Regions from separate parts of the Mus musculus genome. Here region 1 is linked to region 2. A link is a contact called in public promoter capture Hi-C data. All regions are on one chromosome and are shown on one strand. The core of a region is the stretch at or near the end of the contact, and the rest is flanking DNA. Distances in the headings are between cores, read along the strand shown.

Region 1 (6,758 bases), core at 1,155-3,654, 560 kb after region 2:
CATAATAAAAAAATAATATCCTAAATATATACATAAATGTGTATATACACATATACATAAATATATGCATGTGTATGTATACATATAAAAACAAGGACATTTTCGTTCATTCACGTTGCCCAAGAGAAAAAAATCTTTAGAAAACCACGTTCTCAATCCAATCGATTTTTAAAAATACTGTAACCTTTTCTTCGGGTAGCAACGCTTTATGTGAAAAATACATCTCACATAGATCAGGAACGAATGAAAAGTTGCACCTCGGGTTTGTGCCGGAGAAACAAAAACCAGCCCGCCCTGCCGCTTAGGGTGGAGTAGGACCTTGGGCACAAGTAAGAGGGCACCTGGGCAGCCGTTGGGCAGAACTGGGCAAGGCGAAGGGCCGGGTCTGAAGCACCGACCTTGGGATTCAGGGCTCCTCGGGTGAGCCAGGCCTGTCAACCGATTACAATTCGGCACAGGAGAAGTAAATAAGCCTACTCCTTCGGTGACAAAACCCGGTGGATTTCCACACCGATTTCTCACCACCCAGAAGGGGAAAATATGGGGCGGGCGTGAGACAAATCAACCCAAGCGCCCCGAGGGAGGTCTGAGCGGGCATGCGCTGGAATAGATACCTTGATGGTGGTTTCGGGCAGGTTGAGTGCAGCGGCCAGCTCGCACCGGCGGGGCCGAGACACGTAGTTCTCCCTGTAGAACTCTTTCTCCAGGCGCGCGATCTGTTCGCGGGTGAATGCCGTACGGTATCGCCGCACCTGATCGGCGCCGGAACCGGAGCCAGAGCCGCCCAACGCCGCAGCCCCGCTATTGCCGCCGCCGCCGCCTCCATGCAGACTACCGAGGCCCGAGCCGGAAGCCGACGTCGTGGTGCCCGCGACGGAGCCGCTCTCCGTGTACCCTAGCAAACAAACAGTTCACAGCTCATGAGTAGTTGTAGGGACCGAGAACCCTGAGTTGGGGTTGCTAGCTGGTGGCAAAAGAGGCTTTGAGAAGGAAAGTCGCTGTCAAAATTGATGGGATCTGTCAGGCTTACAAATTGCTGCCGTTAATGAAATCAATGAAGTTTGGGGAGCCCTTCCTAACCAAATAATAGAAACAGAATTTGAAAAGGTTGTTCTTTTTCCAATAATTAGAAAATTACCACTCGGTAGGAAAATTTGCTGGGGAAGAATGCCTACCTTGGAACCAGTTTAAGAAGCTGTGGGTTTGACAGTCTAGGAACCATAGGGCAGCTCTTTATGCGGCTTCCAATCTTTCTTTGACAGCCTTTGGGGTTAAAATATCTTAGGATTTTCAAAGCATTTGCAGCTCAAGCTCAAGCCAGTAAAGGGAAGGAGGCGCCCACTTTTCAAACTCTTTTCTGTCCGCTGACTTAAGCGGTTGAGCAGAGGTGCGAGGCCAGACTCTCTGTCTCAGACTTATCCAGAGGAGTGTCCCCTCTACCCGGCCCTGGGGGCTCCAGAAGCAACTGAGTTCGGAGCTCCTGTCCAGGGCACCCTTCCCAAAAAGCAACTAAGCCACCCGGGCTAGCAGCGCTGTGTCGCCTCGCCCCAGCTCTTACGCCCCAGCTCTTAGATCGGCAAGCGAAACATTTGCTTCGATTCAGGCAGGAGCCTGGGCGCTTGGGCCTGGCTCCCTAGGCTCCACAGGCCCGGGCTGTGCTGGGATGCTCAAAGAACAGAGCCAGAGGGACCAGTTTTTAGTATGCATCCCTCCCCTGCCCCTGCCAGCTCTGTGAAGCACTTTAGTTAAGAGTCAGAGACCCGCTAAGGTGTGGAAAGGGCTGGCCAGGCCCTCGAGAGAGCCCAGAGGATGAGGCTGGAGTCTGCGGGTACCCGGTTACCTTTGGCATTGTTTTCCTTGAGCGGTGCAGCGCCCAGGCCGCTGGGGGAGCGCAGTGCGGAGCAGCCCACCTCCACGTCGCTGCTCATGTCGGCCTCGGCGGCCGCTTCGGAATAATGACTAGGCTTCTTGCGGCTCTCGGTAGCGGAGGCAATTTCGGAGGAGACGGTGCTTTCGCTGCTCGGGTGCTGCAGGTTGAACAAAGTGTCTATTTCGAATTTGCCTTTGGCGGGGAGGTCTCCCAGAGCTCCGTGCAGCGGGGCGGACGGCAGGCGCGGACTGAGGCGAGCCGGGTGCTGCGAATTTTCCAGGGCCTCGAGCACAGCACCGCCAGCTGAATCGGACAAACTGGAGAACCTCTTGCCAGCAGTAGGGCTGTGGAGCCCTCTTTCCATCAGAATCATCTCTTTTCTTATTCTTTCCATCATCTCAGCTTTCTAAAAAATGTCACAGTGGCCTGGCTGTCCCGTCTTAATGATGGGCTGCGCCCAGGGCTGATTCTCATTCAGCCCCAGCAAGCGGCTCTAAATATTATTATCTCTTTTGGAGGGAGGCGGAAAAAATTGTGGGATGCCAGAGCGAGGGAATGACTGGTCAAAATGACCCATACATCCTTCCGAGTCGGAGATGTCATTCATCAAAAAGTAGCGCCCGCTCGTCATTAAGGTACGAATGACGCCGTTCGAATAATCATTTATTGTAACAGGTTTATAAGCAAATAAATACACGCTCCTGTCAGTGGGTAATGAAGGCGACTTCAGAGCAGACAAATAGATCCAGGTAGGAGACGAGAAGACACGAGAAGTGAGGAAGAAGGCTCCGGTCCTTTGCCCGCTCCCAGCCAGTTCTGCTCGCCCGGGGGTTTGGCCTCGGGGGTGAAATTGACAGTCTGATTAATAGAGCACGCCGCGGCGCATTTCCCCCTTCATTTAGGGGCATCATTACGCTCTCAGTTTGCTGGGTTGCCCCTTAGGTCCTAATCATGCAGCGCCTTCCTCATTTCTCCACGAACACAGATACGTGTTAAATAATAGATAATGCTTTGATTTTTCCAGGGTAGATTCTTGAGAAGTTTTTGTTTTGTTTTGTTTTGTTTTGTTTTGCCTTAACATTTACAAGCTGGGGGCGTAAGGGGGGCGGGTAAAGGGGAGGATACAGGAAGAGTTGCGTAAGAAGACCTCGCGCCCACTCCTGTCAGGATTACTTATCTTTCTGTTTTAAGAACCAAATATTAATAATGAGTATTTTATTTAACAAATAGAATTCTGAGTTCTTTCTCTCTCCTTACTTTTTCCTCTCAGTCTTGATTCTCCCCTCCAACACACACACACACACAGAGAGAGAGAGAGAGAGAGAGAGAGAGAGAGAGAGAGAGAGAGAGAGAGAATATATCTTGTAGACTTTTGAAAATGCTTTCTTGCTACGTGGCTGAGGAGGTACACAGGACCCGTGCCGTGCCTCCAAGTGGAAATCATTACATCTTCTCTTATTTTCTACCACTGCTTGCAGGCTAACTTCTGAACTCGAAGACCTTAGATTTTTTGTTTTATAATCCTCTGATGGATAAGCTTCTCACCCTCGCATTCTCCCTTAGGGGAAATAAACTAGACTGGAGGATCTGATAGTAGAAATTGACAGCTAACTTTAAACACAATCATGATTTACCGTACCATAGCTCCCCATCACAGAACCCACTTTTTAAAATTGCCGGCTTTCTCCCACCCTTCTCAAATAGAGGAATTCGTGGTGAAGTAACTGGGTTTTGGGGGTCAAAGTGGAGGGAATGGAATCTCCTGCTGCCTCCCTTCCTTTCCCACTTTGTTCTTCTTCCACTTCTCCATCCTCCCCCTCCTCCACCCTAGGCCCTTACCTGTGGCCCCCGGTGTTCCTGGTGCTGACTGGGGGCACAGAGAGTCTCCAACCAGCCTTGCCTCTTCTCCTTCCCGCCTGAGGCTGGAGGCTGAGCCTCTTGGCGATAACTTTGATAGTCATAATGACGCCGGTGGCAACCATTTTAAGGAAGATCAATCTTCACTCAAATGCGCTCATCTCCTCCCGCGCTTGCGCCCCACCCTGCCCGACTCAGATGCGTCGTGCCAGTTTGCCCGCCTGCTGCCCCAGAAGCAGAGCTTTGTCCGCACTGGCGAGGTCCACGGAAGACAGGGACAGGACACAGTGGTCTAGCGCGTGAGCTTCCGAAGCAGCCTAGAGAGCCTGGCAGTCTTGATGCTGGTTTTGCATCCCGGTCACAGGACTAACTGAGACCCTAACCCGGGCCCCCCTCCTTCCCGCCTTGAGACACACCCAGCATATTGGGGTGTGTTAGGGGGTAAACCTCTGATCTAATTGCCCATCTGTCTGTTGGCGCTTTCTTTTTAACCTTGGACCCGTTGGGGGCGCGTCAAGAATGTAAGGGGAGGTGAGGTGTGAAATATATTTATATACATGTGTATACATATATAGTCAATGCCAAAAGTTTTTCACCTCTTCCCCTTAGCGCCAACTTATTTCTACAGGCAAGCTTGCTGGAAAAAAAAAAAAAAAAAAAAAAAAAAAACAATCCCACCTCTTTAAAGTTGTAAGTGGAAAATTGCATAGGCTCGCAGGCTTAGGAGAATTGTCTGGTGGGCGATGACCTCCATTTGAGAATTTGACCCAGCATCCACCTTTGCCCCTGTCCCAGTGGCTATTCTACCCTAGTGGTCATTCAGTTCCTGGCACTTGCATTGTCCTCAAGCAGGATTTTGGCTACCTCTCTTCGCTAATCACACGTCCAGCTCTGCGGGCGCCCCCAACTGCTTCTCAGCCAGGACGCCCAGCTCCACCGGTCCAGGCAGTCTGGGCCCCAGTGTCTCTGGGAGGATCCTGCTACCTAATCCTTCTCTACCCAAGGGACTAGAAGAGAATCTTTGGTCTAGGCTAGGCTCCATGGGGGGCCAAGACCCTGGCAGCAAGTGGTCGCTCAGCCTGGGCGGAAATCCGCCGATGCCTTTATTGCTGTCATTTGGCGCCCCCATCTGTTTTCCTCGCGGTTTCAGCAGCTGTGAGCTGCTTTTCTGTCGCAGAAACCTCAGTGGCCTAGGAAGATTTCTTACCTTCTTCTACGACCCACCGCCTCTGGTTCCAAAAGCTGGCCAAGTACGACTCCACTCTACTGAAAATGAAAAAAAAATCATTTCTCCGCGACACCTTCATTCATTAGTGGTTTTGAAACTACCTTGCACCTTTTAAGTAACACTGATACTGCATTTCCAGGATGTCTATTGCCCCACATATACTTGTGATCTTGTCAGGGAAACTACCTCAATGAAAAACATCCATAACTTTTCACTGCCCTTAGCAGAGGATAGCATTTCACAGTGACTATTCCATTTGAATAGTTAATGTTCCTTTAGAACATTACCTATTACTAGTAATAATATTGACTAATTTGTATAACTCATTTAGTATACAATTACAAGTGGCTTTTTACATAGATCTACCTTCTGAAGACCAGAGAACCCCTGGGGAATTGCCCCGCCCCTTTAAGGAAACCTCCTACACAGAGAGCTTTGGTAATTGTTCATGGTTTATACTTATCTCCAATAATGGATGTCATGGGGGGTTGAAAGTTTTGCATAACCGCTTTTTTTTTTCTTCATGTTACCTGTCTTATTTAAAGGCAGGCCTACCTCAAAAACATTACACCAGTGGAGGAGAGAGAGAGAGAGAGAGAGAGAGAGAGAGTTACATTTGTTGAAAAAATAGTCATTTCATATCCTTTCCAGAAAGGAGAGGATGAAATTAGAAATGGACCCAGTTTTCAGTTTCTGATATCTTCAAAGTACCATCACCAAGAACAAGAACACTCAGACAAAAATCTAACCCAAACCCCATGCCTTCAAAGGGCATCTTCCACCTATGCGAAGGGCATGCCAAATTTTTAAGATTGGGAGTGAGGTGACATACAGGAAAAAATTTCTCTGTATTACCCAAAAAGAACAGTTTTGCTGGCAAGAATGATGTAAACAAAGCAAGGGCATTTTCTTTTCCTCCTTTTCTTTTTCTCCTTCCTTCCTTTCTTCCTTCCTTCCTTCCTTCCTTCCTTCCTTTCTTTCTTTCTTTCTTTCTTTCTTTCTTTCTTTCTTTCTCCTGGGGTGGGGTTAGACTGCCAAACTAAGTATTTGTTTCTTGTAAACAGTGAACATTTGACCTGTGACTTCAGGTTAAAACTTGTTCTAGACTTGCAGAGGGATGGGTCAAGAGTAAAGCCCCGTCGAGCAGCAACAGGGCCACGGGATGCGGTGGTCTCACCCAGCTCTGGGCTTCCCGGTGGAAGATGCCAGCCACCCGTTCTCAACCCGAAGTAAGTCTCAAGCTCGCTGGAGAACTTATGGGAGTGCAGATGTTGTGAACGGGCAGTAAACACCTGCAGAGTCTGAGCTGCGGGCAGGGCATGTTTTCTTTAGGCTAAGTGTGGTCTTCAGGACCAGGTTTCGATTTATAAGAGAGGGTGAGGGTTGGACTAACCAAGCCAGTCTTCTAGGCTTCCTACTCTCATTTCTCCTCAGGCAAGCCTCTAGCTTTCTGCCTCGCCTGGGTCAGCTCATTTAATTTAGTTTTCCTTCTCCCCTCCACCTTCAACTCCAAGTTACCCTAGAATGGTTGTAAGTGAGGGAATTGGTGGCTACTTTCTTCCTGGACCCCGAGGCTAATCAGATTTGCCAACTGCCAGGAGTTTAATGTACCCTCAGATCAGACCCAAGAACTTGCAGGGACATCTAGCGCCAAGCGCGGGGAACTGCGGTCGCCTTTCAGGGATCCGGAGCATACCACTGGCATCCTTTGCCAGTCTCTCAACTCCTTCTACATTTTTAGGCATTTTCCTACCCTTCACCCGCTTTGCTTCGCTGCTATGCATAATGTGGCTTGCCCGTGGA
Region 2 (7,093 bases), core at 1,159-3,658:
AATGCTAAGTTAAACATATAGATTCTAGCTTCTTCTACAACATTCCCCAAATTTTTTCGCAGATCCACAGTTCCTGTCGCCCCGGGGAACTCCGCTAAATCAGGAGAGACTATTTGTGCATTTTGCCTATTCTGCATAAGGAAGGGATCATTGCAGAATTTAGAAGTCAAGGCTTTCCACACCCACTAATCTTTCTTTATTGCTATCAATAAATTGTACATTGCCAACAATTGGGATCGTCCCAATGCCAGTATTTTGAGAACTCAGGTGACTGTTAACATGTGTTGGTTTGGGCACAATCCAATTCTTCAACAGTGTATATGTTAAAGAAGCCCAAGCCACAAACCTCAGAGGATCTCTTAATTATGGTACAAACAAGGTCTCCTAATTCTGGCTTCTCAGCCATCCATTAATTCATTCATCAAATATGTATTAAATGTCTTGCTTGTGGAGGGCATTTTATTAGATACTGTGAGAGTGTAAGGGTGAATTAGCTATGAAACCTGCCTTGGAGGAACTTAGAGATTAGTATGGGACAACAAGCCTTTCAAGGTGAGCCCCTGCTTCCAGGAGGACAGAGTGAGCATTTGTGGATGGATCTGGGTCAGTCTTTCCCAGATCCAACAGCTGTGGCACAGTGAGAGGGCTAGCTGTGCTACCTGTGTGTGTGTGTGTGTGTGGTCACCTCTGTTCTAAAGCAATCCTGTTCCCGAATATGCAGATAGAGCTCTGTTTCCTAAGGGCTTACAGAGACACACCCATACTTATATATTCCTTTCTTTCTCTTTCTCTCTTCCTTCCTTCCTTCCTTCTTTCCCTCACAGAGTGAATGGTCCAGTAGGGAATACAGATTAGTAGATGAGCACTATTAATCTATTAATAAGTGGGTCCTCTGATGAGGTACATTTAGCATGCAGTGTGAGTACACGGGGAAGGCTCACAGATGTGACGAGGCAGGTTAGCTGGGATTTAAAATAAGGTTAGTAATGAGCAGTGGAGTCTTGGGGAAGGGATTCCAGTGTGGTGTGTTGGAGGAAGCAAGTGAATTTCAATATGACTAATCTACGAAATGCAAGGGCATGAGGATAATAAATGTCTGGTGCTGAAGGAGGAGGAGCTTGTCAGTAGCGGGGAGGGGGCGATAAGATGTATGTAAATTACATCCTATAAAAATTTGCTGATGTTTGAGGACAGGGAATGGCACAGACAAGTATGTATGTTTAAAAAGGTCACTCTGGATTCTTCTATCGAGCATACTGGAAGGGGCAATCCTTGAGGCAGACATAGCAGTTAAGCTTGGAAGAAGAATAGGAAGTATTCCCATTCCACTGGATAGGAAGTAGAAGCAATGGGACTAGGGCTTTGGCAAGATGTGTCTGTGTTTGCATCCACATATGTGGGTGACTGTATGGGCAGTGGTTGTTTCAAGAGGGAAGGGGAAGTTGAGGAAGACTCCAGGGCGAAGGAGCTAGAGCTGCTGGTTATTTCAGCTCCTAAGGGAGGAACACAGCAGGTTTAGAGAGCTTAGTGAGTAGCCTGCTTTTGAAGTTGACTTTAAGGAATTTTCAAGTAGAAATACCCTGTCAGTAGGAAGTGTGAGTCATAGAAGGAAGAGCCAGTCCCCACCATTGTCCTTTGTGTTTGCTTTTAGCTGTTTGGTTTCCCCACATTTCATCCACAGAGGCGGAGATTAAAGTCAGTGCTCTGCTCAATAACGGTTCTCTCCCAGCATGTGTGCATACCTTTTAATTATCTTGCTTTATGTATTATTAAATATAGGAAATTGTGCTCAGATATCATGGGCTTAATTTAAACTGACAGAAGCAAAAGACATTGCAAATTAAAATTGCTATGCTTCCCTTTAATGCTCTTAAAGTTCTCAATTCTTAAAAAGAAATCTAAAACAGGAAGTGGTTATGTTCTCCTCTGGAAGAGGGGACTTACAGAATCTGCTCAGTCTTGAGGCAAGTTCATCACATGGTGTCAAAGGGGAGCGTGTATTGCAAATAAACACCAGCTTTTTGTTATAACCTTCTTTTCTGGTAGCTTGTGTAGTCATAAAAGACTTGAAGGGACTCAAAATCCTGGGTTAGGTTTCAATCTTTAGATACTCCACTGGGGTTTTCTTCCTTTTTTTCCTCTATTGAAAGTCCTCTCAGCATCTAAATCCATGCCACAGCTATGGAAATTTTGGAACAAGGCCAGATTTTCTGGGGAAAGCTAGGAAAATGAAGTGAGTGGCTGGCGTCTCTAAGATCTGCCATAGGTAAAACTAAAAGACTTCCTCTATTCAGAGCAGTCCTATGAATGAATATGTAAGCTCCCAGACAAAGGCACTGAATAAATGGCGTTGTCTAACACAGATTTTATACTGAGGCTGGAGACATCCTCTTGCTCTTGCCAAGTCACCATACGATGATTCAATCTGTCCGCCTGGCCAAGAGGATGTCTTGACAGTACCCTGTGAGGCTCCCGGAGTCATAAGCATGCCAAACTCTCAGTCCAGTTGCTTCTACTTCCTATTCAGTAGAATAGGAATACTTCGATTCTTCTTCTAAGCTTAACTGCTATGTCTGCCTCAAGGATACACTCAACAGGAAATGTCCAGCCACTTTGTAGACTGGGGTGATTCCGTTTTCACCCTTCTTCCCCAGCCACTAACCACTGGCAATGTAGAGAAGAGCCACATGACAGAGCTATGTTTATACTGTGCTAAAGGCTATATTTGCCTTAACTCAGGGCCATGAGATGTTTTCGAGGCCAGGATCTTTAGGCCACCTAGTGCCTGAGCTGCTGACTCACCCACAGAGTTTGAATAGTAAAACCAATAGTATTCAACCGGACTCCTATCAAGGCTGACTGAGGCTTTCAGGTGCTGTTGCTGGGAGAGGGAGCTCAGGGGTGGGATGCTGGGAAGTTTAGAGTAAGAACACACTGAAGGGTGGCGTGCTAATGATTAAGAAAACAAGGATTCCATCCCAGGCTTCTAGGTATTGGGATAAGAACTTGGAGGCAAGGGATGTAAAGGCATTGGAACACTTAGAGAGTACAGAAGGCAAGTATTGAGTTGAGGATAAGGGTGGCTCAAAAGTAGAGAGTCCTAATTGTGTTGTTAATGTATACAGTAAAGACTCATATATTTATCCAAGTTACAAATAAACGCCAAAGGCAGTCCATTTAAATCCCGAAGCCGTGTTCTCTCTTTTGTTGTGTCTTCTCATCATTATACAACTCCAGAAGGGCAGATGTTCCCCCACAGCCAAGGCCTGGATCTCTCACTACCATGTGCTTTAATTGGTTCCAATACTCACCCACAGAGGCACTGGCCAAACACAACCAAAGCAAGCTAGATCTCAAGAATAATTATGTTTGCTAGTGAGTACAACGCACTTACTTGAGTGACAGGCTTTAGTAGGGATGTAAATATTAACAAGTCTCTTGTTTCTTCTAAACATTATTGAATAACGAGGCATTTGTACTTCAGCACAGTTGAAGCAATTTATTAAGTCAGAGTAACTCTCTTTTGTGCCAGATTAGAGCAATAAGCATATTCTTCCATGTGAGTACCAGTGCAGACAAATTTATACAACTTCCTTCAAATCCTGATGCTCCAATCTTCCAAATGCAAATTGGCCTAAAAAGATATTTCAAAAGAATTAATTTCATGTTAGCTAAGCCTTTTTATGAGGGCTATGGGACAATGAAAGGGAATCAGGGTGCTTTAAAGGTTGTATCTACATAGGGAACAAAACACCCATGGAAGGAGTTACAGAGACAAAGTTTGGAGCTAAGACGAAAGGACCGTCCAGAGACTACCCCACCCAGGGATCCATCCCATAATCAACCACCAAACTCAGACACTATTGCATATGCCAGCAAGGTTTTGCTGAAAGGACCCTGATATAGCTATCTCTTGTGAGACTATGCCGGGGCCTAGCAAACACAGAAGTGGATGCTCACAGTCAGCTATTGGATGGAACAAAGGGCCCCCAATGGAGGAGCTAGAGAAAGTATTCAAGGAGCTAAAGGGATCTGCAACCCTATAGGTGGAACAACAGTATGAACTAGCCAGTACCCCCGGATCTCATGTCTCTAGCTGCATATGTAGCAGAAGATGGCCTAGTCGGCCATCATTGGGGAGAGAGGCCTCTTGGTCTTGCAAACTTTATATGCCCCAGTACAGGGGAACGCCAGGGCCAAAAAGTGGGAGTGGGTGAGTAGGAGAGCAGGGTGGGGGGAGGGTATAGGGAACTTTCAGGATAGCATTTGAAATGTAAATAAAGAAAATATCTAATAAAAAAATAAATAAATACATAAAAAAATTTAAAAACCTCTGAAACATAAAAGGAAAAAAAGTTGTATCTACAAATGTTCTCACTTAAAGATTTACATATATATGTAAGTATATTTGAAACCCATGGACTTCTTTTTATTTTTCACATAGAATCCCTCTAAACCACCTTCACACATACCTGCAGTGATTCTCCATTCTCCATCAGAGACAAGAACACCTTTCAGGTCCAGCCTACTCTGGGGATGCCTCCTAAAGTAGGAGATATATTTTTGTCTATTTCATCCTGCACAGGTCCAGGGTCAGCTCTTATAGGGGAACTGAAGGGATGGAAAAAAAAAGACAAACATAGACACAGAAGATCTGGATTTGAGCTGACTAGGCTCTCCAATGGAGAAGCCACAGCACCCAGGAAACTCAGTGGGTCTATTATACATAGTTGGACTGGAGGCAGGATTATTGCTTACGGCTGAACCAGGGAGGTTTCTGGTATATAGTTAGATTAAGGAGGCAGGTTAGCTAGTCTGTAGGGTAGCAGTCTTCAGGCTGTAAACATCTAGAGGGAGAAGGCTATGGTGGACATTTTCTGCTCACTTTATCAGCATCCACATAGACTAGACAAAGGCTTTTCCATCCATCCCTCTGAGCCTATCCCAGGAGGAAATGAGATGGCCGTGCCCTTGTCAACAACACACATACACTCAGGACTGCCTCCTTCAGAGTTTCCTCTTTTCCCCACACTGTCAGCATGTAAGATCTGCTGTGTGAGTGTAGACTCCAGTAAGAATCAAATCTTCTAGTCCATTATTCATACTGTCTCCCCTTTCACTCCTTAGGAAAGACACTAGCTCCACGTTTGAGTGTTAGCTGGCTTTCCTAGATTTCCTTTACTCTTTCTTTCTTTCTTTCTTTCTTTCTTTCTTTCTTTCTTTCTTTCTTTCTTTCTTTCTTTCCTTCCTTCCTTCCTTCCTTCCTTCCTTCCTTCCTTCCTTCCTTCCTTCCTTCCTTCCTTCTTTCTTTCTTTCTTTCTTTCTTTCTTTTCCTTTACATTTTCCTTTCCTAGCATGACTGGTAGAAGTACTCATCCACTCACACTCGTAGAAAAGATGCAGAGAGCAGACGTCTCTCCTCTCACTGCTTCATGTTAGAGGGAAAAGATAACGCCTCTCATTTTTACATTCTTAATATTGATGTCCCTGTTAAAGCAAACACACGAGATGACATGTGATAAGGAACTCTTCACTAACTACACGCATGTATTGGTCCAGCTTACACTGCAGAATTGAGCTCCTTTTTTTTTTTTCGGGACTTCATAGAGAGAAACACAACAAAAAACTTCTGGTGGTGTGCTATGGTTTCCTGCAGTTTCCATGGCCTCAGGCCAATTGGCAGAGTGATGACAGCTGAGACAAACGTACTGAGGCCAGCTGTGCAATGCTTGTTGGTCTTGAGTCTTCGCTGATCTTCTCTTCTCAGAGAGGTACAGCCGAGAACTTTTCCTGGTGTTCCTGGTGGTCCTGGTCCCTCCTGCTGACTCGTGTCTATCTGGCTAAAGCCTGGCTGTCTCTGCTAGGTTGCGTCACTGCTGCTGATTTATGCTGCTATCCCAACTCTACTGAACCGGACTTCTGGTGTATCCATGCCGTGTTTGCAAGTGGATTGAGCTGCTGCTGCTGACCTGGGAACTGAACTGTCAATTTCCTGACAACACAGATGGGATTTGCTCCAAAGAACAATTTCTAATAGGTCCACCTCCCCTATATCTATTCCCCCCCCACTACTTGTGGTAAGTGGTGGGCTAGAAGAGAGGTTAAAGCATTTTAAAACCATCATCAAAAGTAGGCTTTGAAAAAAATTAGTTACAAGAGACAGGGGTGGTGGGGAATAAATAACATCATGTTAAACCAGTCCAACTTAAGCATCTGAGTCCTTTCAAGCCATTTCCCATTTGAGTCTCTTCTTCATTGAGAGCAGGAGATGAAGCTTGCCAGCCCTCACCTTGTGTTTGTATTACTTGCCAGCCCTTCCACAGAGAACATGGGTCTTGTAGTCTAAGTGCTAGCTGGCCTTAGATTCCAAACCCAGAATGTGTCGGGAGAGTTTGACAGTTACCATATTTTATGCTGAGGTTGTATTCCAGAAAACCCAAAATTTAATAAGATATTTACAAACAATTAGTCATAGTTTGCTAACCGTTGAAAGTTGATATTTTCTTAGGTCAATTATTTAACACTTTCACCAAAATACTGATGTAACATGAATTTAGATATGCAAATGACATAGGCCTTATTTGATTGATAATTATATGGAGTAATTTTCATGTGATATAGCTTCAGAATTACAGGAAAGCTATAAGGGTAGTATGAGAAAATATTTATGTATCTTTATTCATGTCCTACATCTCTGTATTAGCTAGCCCATTTGTTAACAGGGGACGTTTTCTACCTACAGCTTCCATGCCCAAGCTCCAATTTAAGTTGCATTTGGGTGTCACTTCTAGCCTTAGGATTTACTGATAATTCTTATGTAAATATTATTATGCTCATAAATGACTACTTTAACTCAATATTATTATGTTTGAATTTAATTATTAAAAAAGACTTTTTTATTTTTTATCTATTTATCAGAACTAATGTGAATGAAATATATTATTTACTGTGAACATCTAGGGGGAGAAAGCTAATGGACAATATTTTCTGCTCACATTGTCAATATTCACCCAATCTCAAATTGTGCCAGGTTTGGCAATTTGAAATCTCTTAAAGCTGGTTTAATTTCCTCTAAGGAGATGGCATGCCTACC

The links. Promoter capture Hi-C pulls out the DNA fragments that hold promoters and counts their contacts.
Region 1: a promoter capture Hi-C map of trophoblast stem cells shows a contact between it and region 2, with 7 times the contacts expected there. The contact joins the promoter of Evx2 here to the enhancer-like site in region 2. A contact is called at or near these places in 13 of 39 promoter capture datasets (3T3-L1-derived adipocytes, the C10 cell line, the HPC-7 cell line and 9 more), 1 of 484 Hi-C or Micro-C datasets (cumulus cells), 13 of 115 datasets of contacts at active chromatin or transcription factors (bone marrow-derived macrophages, craniofacial prominence, embryonic basal ganglia and 9 more) and 3 of 9 other capture datasets (adipose tissue, embryonic stem cells and macrophages).

Annotation. Positions count from the first base shown.
Region 1 is chr2:74,657,153-74,663,910 of GRCm38.p6, forward strand. It overlaps Evx2 (even-skipped homeobox 2), which reads right to left and starts at 2,405. Exons shown (of 3, transcript NM_007967.3): 1 at 1,841-2,405; 2 at 615-895. The coding sequence starts at 2,267. Gm31790 (a long non-coding RNA gene) reads left to right here and starts at 4,399. Exons shown (of 3, transcript XR_374674.2): 1 at 4,399-6,758.
Region 2 is chr2:74,097,438-74,104,530 of GRCm38.p6, forward strand. No RefSeq gene overlaps it. Among named protein-coding and RNA genes, the nearest start is that of Gm31534, 100 kb to the right of the region's middle. Within about 2 kb of position 2,409, at least 17 of the 459 cell types and tissues checked have an H3K27ac peak or open chromatin away from gene starts, as enhancers often do. A contact at or near this core is called in trophoblast stem cells, where this site is marked.